Regions from separate parts of the Zea mays genome. Here region 2 is linked to region 1. The links are chromatin contacts, called in public Hi-C maps. All regions are on one chromosome and are shown on one strand. Each heading gives the region's core, a stretch centred on a gene start, on an enhancer-like site or on the middle of the called end of the contact. The rest is flanking DNA. Distances are from core to core; before and after follow the strand shown.

Evidence for each region. A called contact is a pair of places that touch in the nucleus more often than the background predicts.
Region 2: a contact with region 1 is called in a Hi-C map of bundle sheath, with 2.9 times the contacts expected there. The contact joins the promoter of LOC100278031 here to the promoter of LOC100281064 in region 1. A contact is called at or near these places in 5 of 25 Hi-C or Micro-C datasets (bundle sheath, ear, endosperm and 2 more).

Annotation. Positions count from the first base shown.
Region 1 is chr5:89,681,683-89,688,003 of Zm-B73-REFERENCE-NAM-5.0, forward strand. It overlaps LOC100281064 (B-box zinc finger family protein), which reads right to left and starts at 2,373. Exons shown (of 1, transcript NM_001153983.2): 1 at 1,192-2,373. The coding sequence starts at 2,044. The coding sequence ends at 1,364.
Region 2 is chr5:89,967,796-89,974,116 of Zm-B73-REFERENCE-NAM-5.0, forward strand. It overlaps LOC100278031, which reads left to right and starts at 3,789. Exons shown (of 1, transcript NM_001364313.1): 1 at 3,789-4,381. The coding sequence starts at 3,969. The coding sequence ends at 4,124. It also overlaps the pseudogene LOC112577496.

The DNA.
Region 1 (6,321 bases), core at 1,123-3,622:
TAAACCCTCCAACCAAGGTTCAAATCCTAGCAAAGCTTATTTTTAGTCTGTTTTTTACTTATTTTTCTTCCCACCCGGTCAAAGCACGGCGGGCCTTAACGGGCTGCGGGCCGGTCCGGCACGACCCGTCAACCTAACGGGTCGAAACGTGCCGGGCCGAAGGCGGGCCCGTGTCGGGTCAGCACGGCCCACCCATTTATACATCTCTACCTGGTGAAGCTCGTACCGCCAGACACGGTTGGAAAATTAGGTTGAGCCTTCCAAGCCCGCATGCTCATTTTCTTGCATAGACCTAAACAGATCGGCCCGATCCGGTGAGCACGAAAAAAGCCAATCGAAAAACGGGCTAAATGGACCGGACGGAACTAGCACGTCGGACTCATTTTTCTGTTCGGGCTCGGTCCGCTTATTTGTGGCAGGCCAGTCCGAGCATATATAAATCGGGCCGAGCCGGGCTCTTACCCGGTAAAAAAAGGGGCTTCTCGTGCTTCCTGTAGGTGGAGTGTCCGTCCGGCGGGTGATTTCCCCGCTCCGCCCTAGCCTTACGCGCGTGCGGACTAGAGTGGACAGAGCGACCGAAGCGAGTCACGCCGCGGTCTGCTTGGCCGTCTACCGCACGCTCGCGGTGTGCGATGGCGATGGCGAGTCGCCGACGCGTTCGGTGTCTCGAGCTGTGAGGCCCCCTGCGCGAGCGGGTGGTTCCACGCTACCGCCCTGCGCACGCACACGCGTTCTCACGAGGATCAGAGACGAGCCGTGGCCCGTGGCCGTTGCTGTTCAACTGTGTCGCAGTTACCAAATTCGAAGAGCACGCCGCAACCACTACGTCGAAACGAGCGGCAGCGGACAAGGTTGGACGAACTCCTGGCCTGGGTGACAGACGACAGCGACTCCTTTTTCCCCCCTTAAAAAAAAGCATGGCTGAGAGAGAGAGCATCCGGAAGAAGGCCTTGCCGCCGAAGCTAGCACACACGGTCCACATGTGGTTTTTAGTCCCGATTAACAAACAACTTTGATGCGCGCGCATTGGGCAAAGAAAATATCCAGCCAATGGCCCAATGCGCCCCCACCAGGCCACCACAGCATCGTCCCAGACCACATGAGTGTATGTTGTGTAATCAAGTCAAATCAAATCGGCTTGACGAGAGGCAGCCAACCAGCCACACGATCAATCCCTTGGACCCTCGCTCGTACGCCTACGATATATTTATTTGATTAAGAAGAAAAAGAACAAACAAACAAACGTCGCCCACACGTTGTTACATTTTTCTCCCGAGTCTATCTCGGAGGTCCGGCTCGGTACACAGTGCAGGTGCAGCGGCGGCACGGCAGCAACGGACGTGGGCCCGTCTGGATCAGGAACTCAGGAGCACTCGGCCCATCCCTCCTCGTGGTCCTCCTGCCGGGCGTCCGGCCGGCGCGCCATCCACGACGCGGCGGTCAGCACCAGCCGCGCCGGCACGTGCGCGGCGGCCTCCAGCCGCTGGAGCAGCGAGGCCTCCTCCCCTCCATTGCCTCGGCACCCGGCGGCGACCTCCGACCAGAGCGCGCCGGCCATCCCGACGCGGAGCGGCACGCGGGCAGCGGCCACGCCCCGGCCGAGCGCCCGGAGCGCGGCGGCCGCCGCCGCGGCGCGCCGGCGCGCCGGCCCCGCCGCGAACCCCATCCGCTTGGCCCACCCCTCCAGGACCGCCTCCGCGCGCGGCCGCCGCGCACGAGCCGGAGCCCTCCTCCCCGCCGTCCTCGAAGGGCACGGAGCCGGTGCCGTGGCGGCCGACTCCGCGGAGTCGGCCGTGGACACGCAGGAGGAGCCGCTGGACGCGGCCGACGACGCCTCGGGGTCGGCGGCCCGGCGCGGCACCAGGCGCCGCCTCACGTGCCTGGACGCCAGGAAGTTGGCGCCGTGCACCTTGGCGTCGCAGCGCAGGCAGAGGAACGCCGAGTCCGCGGCGCAGTGCACGGCCGCCGCGCCCCCGCAGAGCTCGCACCGCGTGCCGGTGCCGTGCTTCTGGCCCGCCGCCGCGGAGTCACGAGCAGCGCCCATTCCCGACGTCCTCCCGCTTCCTGCCTCCTCGGACTTCGGAGCCTTGGTGTTCGTCGCCCTCGTCGGTCGTAGTCCTCCGGCCTCTGCGCGCGGAGCTGGTGCCTGGTGGTTTGCAGCGGATGATGAACGGATCGCCTGTACCGGGAGCGCCGGACGACACGCGGCCGGCTTATATGCAGGTCTCCGCGCGCGAGGCGTTTCGTCCTTCGGCGAAACCGGCCGGCGGTACAAGTGGCGAGTCGGCGCAAGCCTGGGGCCTGGGGGGTGGAATGGAAACCGTGGGCGCGGAGCCGCGGACGGAGGCTTCGGCCGGGAAGCAGCGTGGCTCTGGAGGCTTTAGGCCGCGCGTATGGCCGGCATTTAAAGGGGCCCCGCCCAGCTCACAGCCCGCGGCCGAGGCTGGTAGTGGCCGATGGCTACTGACCGTGGGCTGGTCGTGCTCACTCGCCGGCCACCACACGTCCACACATATGTACTCGTACTCCCTCCTCCGTCTCTGCCTCGTTGACTGTCGCAACGAAATGAGTATTGATCAATTTTTATTAAATTTGACTAACTTTGTAAAAAAAATAGTAGACCTCGTTTAGATCTTTATAGTAAAAAAAATAAAAAACGATAAATTTCAAAATAAAATAGTCCAGTCTATTAAGTATATTTCAAATCCTCCAAAATGAAACGATTCAAACGTCGGTGGTCTATGTAATAATTTCAATTATAGGCCCTGTTGGGATCTAAAGGCTAGAGCTAGTTTGGGAACTAGCCCAAAAGTAGCCAAACAGGAGGGCTAGAGCCAGTTTTTTGCAACTAGCCCACCCAAAAAACTCTCCGCACCAAGGGGTGATTATTGGGGCTAGTTTGTTGGAAGGCCCATCAAAATCCTTTTTTCTCTCTTATCCTTCCGCACGGGATCCGCATGTTCCTGGGTCCGTTTCTTTTCTTCGATACGCAGGGAAGGACCGGCGTCGCCGTCCTCGAGCAGGTCAGCCGTCGCCTCCCTCCGTTCCCTCAGCCTCCTCCCTCTTTTCTTGATCCATGAAAAGGTAGTGGAGGGGCACGGCTGGCCACATTGGAAAGAACAGGAAAACAACGGATTTGTTTTGGCTAATTTCTTATTGAATGCATTTTAGACTATTGTAATTTACTAATTTATCTACTGTGATTGGCTCATTTTGTTACTGCATATGCAGACTCACCGTTGCCATGGACGGCGATGCCTTCGACCTCAACTCGCAGGCGCCGGACACATATCAAGGTTGTGGTTGATAAGAGTAAGAGGATTCCATATTTGAACAGGCACAATGAGACCAGTCAAAATGTGCTTGTTGTTTGTGATTTTAACATGAGATTTACCTTTGTGTTGTCGGGATGGCCTGGTTCAGCACATGACATGAGAGTTTTCAAAGATGCCATAACTACTCATCACCACAAATTTCCACATCCACCACCAGGTTTTCTTACTTCACCTTTCTTGCAACAATTTTAAACCAATTAAACTAGTTCATCTAAGTCTCATCGTTTACCTTTCAAAATATGTAGGCAAGTATTATGTGGTTGATGCGGGTTACCCAAATCGTCCGGGATACCTTTCACCATACCGGTGTACAAGGTACCATGTCGAGCAATGGCATAACGGCCCACCGCCCCAAGGTATGAAAGAAGTCTTCAACCATGCACATGCCAAAGTTAGAAATGTGATAGAAAGAAGTTTTGGAGTGTTGAAGATGAAGTTTAGGATTTTGTTGAACATGCAAAGATTTCCAGAGGACAAGTGAAAGTCGCCTAGAGGGGGGGTGAATAGGACGAAACTGAAATTCTCAAAAATAATCACAACTACAAGCCGGGTTAGCATTAGAGATATAATCAAGTCCGCGAGAGAGGGCGCAAAACAAATCGCAAGCGAATGATGAAGTGAGACACGTGAATTTGTTTTACCGAGGTTCGGTTCTCTCAAACCTACTCCCCGTTGAGGAGGCCACAAAGGCCGGGTCTCTTTCAACCCTTCCCTCTCTCAAACGGTCCCTCGGACCGAGTGAGCTTTCTCTTCTCAAATCAACCGGGAGCAAAAACCTCCCCGCAAGGACCACCACACAATTGGTGTCTCTTGCCTTGGTTACAAGCGAGTATTGATCTCAAGAAAGAATTAAAGAGAGAAAGCAATCCAAGCGCAAGAGCTCAAATGAACACGGCAAATCACTCTCACTAGTCACTTAGGCTTTGTATGGAATTGGAGAGGATTTGATCTCTTTGGGTGTGTCTAGAATTGAATGCCTAGCTCTTGTAAGTGGTTGAGAAGTGGAAAACTTGGATACAATGAATGGTGGGGTGGTTGGGGTATTTATAGCCCCAACCACCAAACTTGACCGTTGGTGGAGGCCGTCTGTTCGATGGCACACCGGACAGTCCGGTGCACACCGGACAGTCCGGTGCCCCAGCCACGTCACCAGTGCCGTTGGAAATTGACCGTTGGAGTTCTGACTTCTGGGCCCGCCTTGATGTCCGGTGGCGCACCGGACATGCACTGTTCACTGTCCGGTGCGCCAGCATGGGCGTGCCTGACCTCTGCGCGCGCTGGCGCGCAATAAATGCGCAGCAGGTAGCCGTTGGCGCCTGAAGTAGCCGTTGCTCCGCAGATGCACCGGACAGTCCGGTGAATTATAGCGGAGCGGCTGGAGTGAAAACCCGAGGCTGGCGAGTTCCTGAGGACGACCTCCCTTGGAGCACCGGACACTGTCCGGTGTACACCGGACAGTCCGGTGAATTTTAGCGGAGTAGCCTCTGGAAATTCCCGAGGGCGACGAGTTTGAGCTGAAGTCCTCTGGTGCACCGGACACTGTCCGGTGCGCCAGACCAGAGGAGCCTTGGTTGCTCCTTTGCCCTTTTGTTGAACCCAACCTTTGGTCTTTTTATTGGCTAAGTGTGAACCTTTTGCACCTGTATAACTTATACACTAGAGCAAACTAGTTAGTCCAAAGATTTGTGTTGGGCAATTCAACCACCAAAATTATTTAGGAACTAGGTATAAGCCTAATTCCCTTTCAATCTCCCCCTTTTTGGTGATTGATGCCAACACAAACCAAAGCAAATTCAAAAGTGCATAATTGAACTAGTTTGCATAATGTAAGTGCAAAGGTTGCTTGGAATTGAGCCAATATAAATATTTACATGATGCGCAAGGATTGTTTCTTTGTTTTTGACATATTGGACCACATTTGCACCATATGTTTTGTTTTTGCAAAAATCTTTTGTAAATCTTTTCAAAGTTCTTTTGCAAATAGTCGAAGGTAAATGAATGAGAGTTTGCAAGGCATTTTCAAGTTTTGAAGTTTTCTCCCCCTGTTTCAAATGCCTTTCCTTTGACTATACAAAACTCCCCCTCAAATAAATTCTCCTCTTAGTGTTCAAGAGGGTTTTAAGATATGAAGTTTTGAAAATACTACTTGCTCCCCCTTTAGAACACAAAGAGATACCAATTTTGAAATTTTCAACCAATTGAAAATCATATGTTAAAATTAGGGTGATGGTGATGGTGCGGTCCTTTTGCTTTGGGCTCATATTTTCTCCCCCTTTGGCATGAATCGCCAAAAAACGGAGTCATTAGAGCCCTTTTGATGACTATTTTCTCCCCTTTGGCAAATAAAACATAGGAGTGAGAATTATACCAAAGACGGAGAGTGGAGCGGAGTGACGGCGAAGGATGAGTAGTAGAGTGGAGTGGAAGCCTTGTCTTCGCCGAAGACTCCAATTCCCTTTCAATATACCTATGACTTGGTTTGAAATACACTCGAAAACACATTAGTCATAGCATATATAAAAGAGACATGATCAAAGGTACACTTATGAGCTATGTGTGCAGATTAGCAAAAGAAATTCCTAGAATCAAGAATATTAAGCTCATGCCTAAGTCTGGTAAAAGATTGTTCATCAAGTGGCTTGGTAAAGATATCGGCTAATTGATCTTTAGTGTTAATGTACGAAATCTCGATATCCCCCTTTTGTTGGTGATCCCGAAGAAAATGATACCGAATGGCTATGTGTTTAGTCCGGCTATGCTCGACGGGATTGTCGGCCATTTTGATTGCACTCTCATTATCACATAGAAGAGGAACTTTGGTTAGTTTGTAACCATAGTCCCGCAGGGTTTGCCTCATCCAAAGCAATTGCGCGCAACAGTGGCCTGCGGCAATGTACTCGGCTTCGGCGGTAGAAAGAGCGACCGAATTTTGCTTCTTTGAAGCCCAAGACACCAAGGATCTTCCCAAGAACTGGCAAGTCCCCGA
Region 2 (6,321 bases), core at 2,539-5,038, 290 kb after region 1:
GTGGGTTAAATGCCTTCCTAGCCAAAAATAAATAAATAAATAGCAAAATTGGTCAAAAAATAGTGAAACTTGGTATGGACTCATGTTTTGGCCTTATTTGCTTAAGGTAAAAAATTCAGAGGACTATGCGAAAGTTTGAATATAGGTGCTTCACAAATGGACACATATCTCACTAAGTTTCATGACATTGGACAACAACTACATGGTTTGATTTACATTTCTTAGTTTTGTTTGTTTTCTTCCTTGAAATTTGTACTATTTGTTCATCTAGCCTCTACAAACTTACTTCATGCATAGATGTCCCTTTTTTGGACTAATTACTATTTTTGTGGGTTAAATGCCTTCCTAGCCAAAAAATAAATAAATAGCAAATTTGGGCAAAAAAAGTGAAACTTGGCATGGGCTCATGTTTTGGCCTTATTTGCTTAAGTTTAAAAATCCAGAGGATTATGCAAAAGTGTGAATATAGGTGCTTCACAAACGGACACATATCTCACTAAGTTTCATGACATTGGACTACAACTACATGGTTTGAGCTACATTTCTTAGTTTTGTTTGTTTTCTTCCTTAAAATTTGTACTATTTGTTCATCTAGCCTCTACAAACTTACTTCATGCATAGATGTCCCTTTTTTGGACTATTTACTATTTTTTGTGGGTTACATGCCTTCCTAGCCAAAAAACAAATAGATAGAAAATTTGGTCAAAAATAGTGAAACTTGGCGTGGACTTATGTTTTGGCGTTATTTGCTTAAGGTAAAAATTCAGTGGATTATGCAAAAGTTTATAGGTGAATTTAATTGGACAAATTGCAAAAAATAGACCCTAGAAGGATCGAACCCAACACCCTAAACACCTTACCACTGACACAATCCACTGCGCCATATGTAAGTGACATATGTTTTGACAAAGAAAATTTATTTGACCAATCACATGTGTGCGGATTCAAGGAGCAAGCACCAGCGCGAGACGGCCGGAGCTCAGGATGTCGAGCAGCAGAGGCACGGATCCGCTGTAGACACGGAGCAGCAGAGGCAGCAGAGTCACTGGACCGCGGATCCGTCCGCCCGGAGCTCAGGCCACGGAGCAGCAGAGGCACGGAGCAGCCGGAGATCGACCGCGGATCCGTCCGCCCGGTAGGCCGCCACGCCGGTGAAGATCCACCCGCCTGGGGAAGACCGGCACGCCTGCCTGCTCTAGCTCGAGGAGCGCTGGAGATCCACCCGCCTGGAGAAGACCGGTAGGCTGCCGCGTCTGCCTGCCTGGACAAAACCGGCAGGCCGCTCCGTCGAAGAATCAGGTCGCTGTGCCTTCGAAGAATCAGGCCGCGGCGCCGGTGAAGAAGCAAGCCGCGACACCGAGGATATACCAGGGCACCAGGCAGCGGAGATCCGTCCACAACCGGTAGGCCGCGCGCCGAAGATCTGCCAGGCGCCGGAGATCCGTTCGTCCGCGGATCCGTCCGCTCGGTAGGCCGCTGCAGGCCTCCGCGTCGTCGAAGAAGCAGGCCGCCGCGCCGGTGAAGAAGCAGGCTGCCACGCTGCCGAGGATGTGCCAGGCGAAGGAGAGAGGGAGAGTTGGAGTCGGGATCGGAGAAGAAGAGGCTGCGCAAGCGCAGGAGAGAGTAAAAGTTTGTAGTGGGCCCGTCCTGTAAGTAATGTTAAAGTGGACGGAGATGACGTCTAAGCGCATTTCTGAGCAAATGGAACGAGCGCTGGGTAAAACTGAGTAAGAAGAAAAACTAAGGATAGCAATGAGTAGTGTGGCGATACTAAAGGGACCAATGTAAAAAACCCTAACAAAAGCCGCTAAATCGTTCGCTAAAATATAGCGGGGCTTACTCGTCCAGCAAATCTGGTGGACCGGCGAGCGATCGCTATACAATGTTTCGCTCGCGCGCGCCCTCCTGTCCACTCCCGTGCAACCGATGGTAGAAGAAGACGCACATGTCGACGTCGTTGTCAGCGGTGGTTTCCACCACGCTGAGCAGTCGACATACAATACACGAGCAGCCGCCTCCGTCGGCTGGTCGCGGGCCTCCAAGACGCGACAGCGCTGGCCACGAGCACTGATCCGGACGCGACGGTGGTGGCCGTCGTGTGATCAAGCTCGGACTCCGCGACGGCGCACAAGAGCTCGGCCGTGCCATCCACCAGTCCGCCGCATACGGTGCCGCGCTCGTCCGCGCCCAGTGCGCACACGAAGTGTGGCCCGCGGCGGAGCATACCCCCGGTGAGCAAGGCACCATGGCCGTCGGGTCGAGCTCGAATACTGGGTCAGGGCGGAGGACCTCGAGCACGACATACCCCTCCACGCCGCACTCGCTCATGTGTTTGGTGGCTTTGGCCCAGACGATTTGGAGAAAACGATGCAGGTCGGGGGAAATGCAAAAAAAAACCATTTGTAATATGTAAACCAATTAAAATGTTGTCGATAAATATGGATTCAAAAATTTCTATTAACAGACGTTGGTGAAAAATATAGAAGATTAGATAGAGAGAAACAGATTTAGAGGATGATGCTGGTGATGAGGAAGGTATAGAGGATAAAATCTTTTAGAATATACTGTAAAATATAAATAATATTTATTTAGGGGATAAAATTTATAGAAAGTTGCTGGAGACAGCTTTATCTAGGGAGTTCTTATCCGTCCGAATAAATATCTAGTCCCAATATCTGTATTCGTACTGTTTCTAACTATCCGATTCCGAATCCGATCGAGATAAGTATCTGCCTGTTTGTTACTCTAGTGTTATCCATATCACCCTACCGGATTGAAATTGCTAGTGACTCCGACTCAGGATTGCGTGTGCAAATTTGTTAGATTTTTAGGACATGTACAACTTCATCAAGTGGTTTTTAGGGGTTAAGAAAAAAATAAAGAGACGTTCCATGATTTTATATACTTATTTTATTTTAACTATATTTATTATGATCTAAGAACTCAAAATTATATTATACAGTTTTTAGTTATCTTTTATATTTAAAAAACCGTTTTAGTGCATGTTTGCTGGCGCTTGCTGGTGTCAAGCAGAGATGAGTGATGCGGATGCTGAATTGCTGATGCGTGCAATATGTTTTACGGTAAAAAACTTTTACCTCAAGGCTGAAAGCGAATATTCGGAAAAGTGAAGGGGAGGGGAGGGGATGGGATGGTGGGCCGAGAAAAGAAATAATTCCTGACGGATTCCATCATACGGACACGGCCACAGCCCACTTGGGCCCTCCATTCTCCACCTTCTCTGCTTTGCTCCGAGAAAACGGTAATGTCCTATTGCGCCGGTGGTCCAAAGTCCAAAGCATGTTTTATATACTGACTGTAAGTTTACATTTTTTTTTCTTTTTTTCCTTCTACGTTATCATTTAGTTCTTTGACATCCGGTTGTTATATATTTGCTCTGACGACGGACAAGACGCCACCCGACACTTCATCCGTCACACCTCTAGACTCTAGATTGTAGAGGACCGGAGCGGATCTATGTAGTAGTGAGGGCACAACCGCACAACCCCTGCTGACCTGCTCATTTATATGTTGTACATGGTAGAGTATAGATTTTCATCATAGAGTTTCCAGCCCATTTGAACTTAAATATCCTTGTTCTTATATTTTAGGGTTTGTTCTTATAAGAGCATCTTCAAGAGAGGTTCTAAAATAGGTCATATTTTAAAATATAGGAGTGAGATCAAAAAATAGCTTTCCAACAAAGTCACTATTTCATAAATTTTAATTAAATTAATATAGGAGTTTAACTCCTAGGTCTCAAATATGCTACCTTGACCGAGGGACCTATCTCTTCTCCAACCAACTTCCACCGCTTGCTCTGGCAGTGGTACCCACCCGACGCCCGCCTCCCTTCCTTCGTGCATCGGCGATCCGCGCTACCCACCGGAGGTCGCCTCCCTCCCCACTCTGCACGACGAACCCCCATATCGAGCCTACACCCGCATCATTCCCATCTCCCAGGTGCCATGGTCTCGTTCCGCACAGGGAGCTCTGCCCCCGGACCCGCCGGCCGCCTCCCTCACCACCCGCACGACGAGGCAGACCGACTGACGTGCCACCTGCACGATGAGCCCAGACTCATCGGCGCATTCCTCCCCACCCGCCGGTGCGTCCATTCCTAGCCGCCGGTGCACCACGCTCATCACCCGGTCGGCACGCCAATCAACTACGGCCAACTCCTCAGTGAATGTTCCAAAGTGCGCTGGCCTTGTTTTATGATTTCTCATATATCTCTCCATCTTCTGTGACTTGCCTGATTCCTGTGTTCCCAGCTGCTCAGTGAATGTCGCTATTTCTTTATGTGTTGCTAGCATCTATTATTTAGATTGCGAGACGAGCTTGAACTCTGCAATAGATTTATGACATGTTTTTTGTTTCAGCTCCATTGCAAGATTTTAATTGTTTTAGCTCCAGTACAAGCTCGCTTTGCTCCAGTACTTCAATAATCCGAGAATAGAACTGTAGGATTGCGTGAAGGAGTCTCTGCATATCAGCCGGACATGGAGGATTGCAGTCGGACGCCGGCGGAGTGATGTGACCGATGTCGTGCTGAGAAACAATACCTATGTAGCGGTGTGTTGGCACCCATCTGGGTCTCAATCAGTGTGAGGTGTATCTGTGGCTGTGCTCTCTGCGGAGGTGCGCATGGTCTGTAGCCTGGGGTCAGATAGTCTGTGACCTGGCAGCAGGAGCGAGGTTCTCCACATCGAGTTGGACAGTCCGCACGTGCGCAGAGGCGATGGCTTTCGCAACAGCACCTGGATCTAACTATCAGGAGGGATCCCGTCATGGAGGAGAGTTCCGAGGGTTTTTCTTGGGATTGACACCTCCAGACGACGCAGAGTCGAATCGAGGTGAAGACGGCTACATTATTGTCTACTCCTAAGGAAAAAGTAAAGGAACAGAAGATATAATGATTTGGTTCGATTGTTAGCGCTTCAATTGCCCGTACCCCTTCAATTATATAATGGGGAGGTATGGACCTATTACTAGGCGTTCTCCAACAACTCCCACAAGTTTAGAGGGATAAACACACGTGAAGATAGGAGTTAATCCGCTTGATCTGATCTAATCACAGACTATCTGCTTCTAAGGGCGGACTGTCCGCAGGCTAGACCATCTCGGCTTTAGGGCCGGACCGTCCAGTTGTGCTCAGTGCCACAAACAGCGGTCAACACATGCCCCTTGCCTTTTGGGGAAGCCAAGCGAACCAAAAGCACTAGTGTTGGCTACAAACAACTCGATGTGACAACATTGGTTTTTCTAAGCATCTTGCCACATACTAAGATGATATTGCTTCAGAAATGACCATTCAACGCCTTGGGCGGGTTCTCGCCTTGCAAAGTTTGCAACATGTAGGCATTACCTGCTATCACCTATGTGATTCTGAAAGAGCCTTCCCAGCTTGGTGACCATTTGTCGAATTTCTGGTCTCTACTTCTTAATGGCAAGATGGTCTTTCGTACTATATCTCCAACTTGAAATGATTTAGCCTTGACCTTATTGCTATAAGCTTTGCCAACCATGATCTTGTCTTTCTCGATCTCTCCTAGAGACACCCATCTTTTATCTATTACTTCGTCGATATTGTCCATCATCAAATTATAATAATCCTCGACAGTTAGATCGTTCTGCCTGGCTGAAAGTCGCCTAGAGGGAGGGTGAATAGGCAAATCTGAAATTTATAAACTTTAAGCACAACTACAAGTCGGGGTTAGCGTTAGAAATATAAGTGAGTCCGAAAGAGAGGGCGAAAACAAATCAACCAAAGAAATAGAGCGGATGACACGGTGATTTGATTTACCGAGGTTCGGTTCTTGCAAACCTACTCCCCGTTGAGGTGGTCACAAAGACCGAGTCTCTTCCAACCCTTTCCCTCTCTCAAACGGTCACCTAGACCGAGTGAGCTTTTCTCCTCAATCAAATGGGTCACTTAGACCCCACAAGGACCACCACAACTTGGTGTCTCTTGCTTTGATTACAAAGGTGTTGAGAACAAGAATGGGGAAGAAGAAAAGCGATCCAAGCGACAAGAACTCAAATGAACACAAAAATCTCTCTCTCACTAGCCACTAATTGTTTGGAGTGATTTTGGACTTGGGAGAGGATTTGATCTCTTGTTTGTGTCTTGGAGTGAAGTATAGAGCTCTTGTATTGAATGCAATGGCTGAAAACTTGGATGCATTGAAGTGGTGGTGGTTGGGGGTATTTATAGCCCCAACCACCAAACCAACCGTTGTGGTTGGGCTGCTGTCGATGAGCGAAGTGGAGAGCGATGCAGAGTGATGGCGAAGTGTAAATAATACTGGTAGAGTGGAG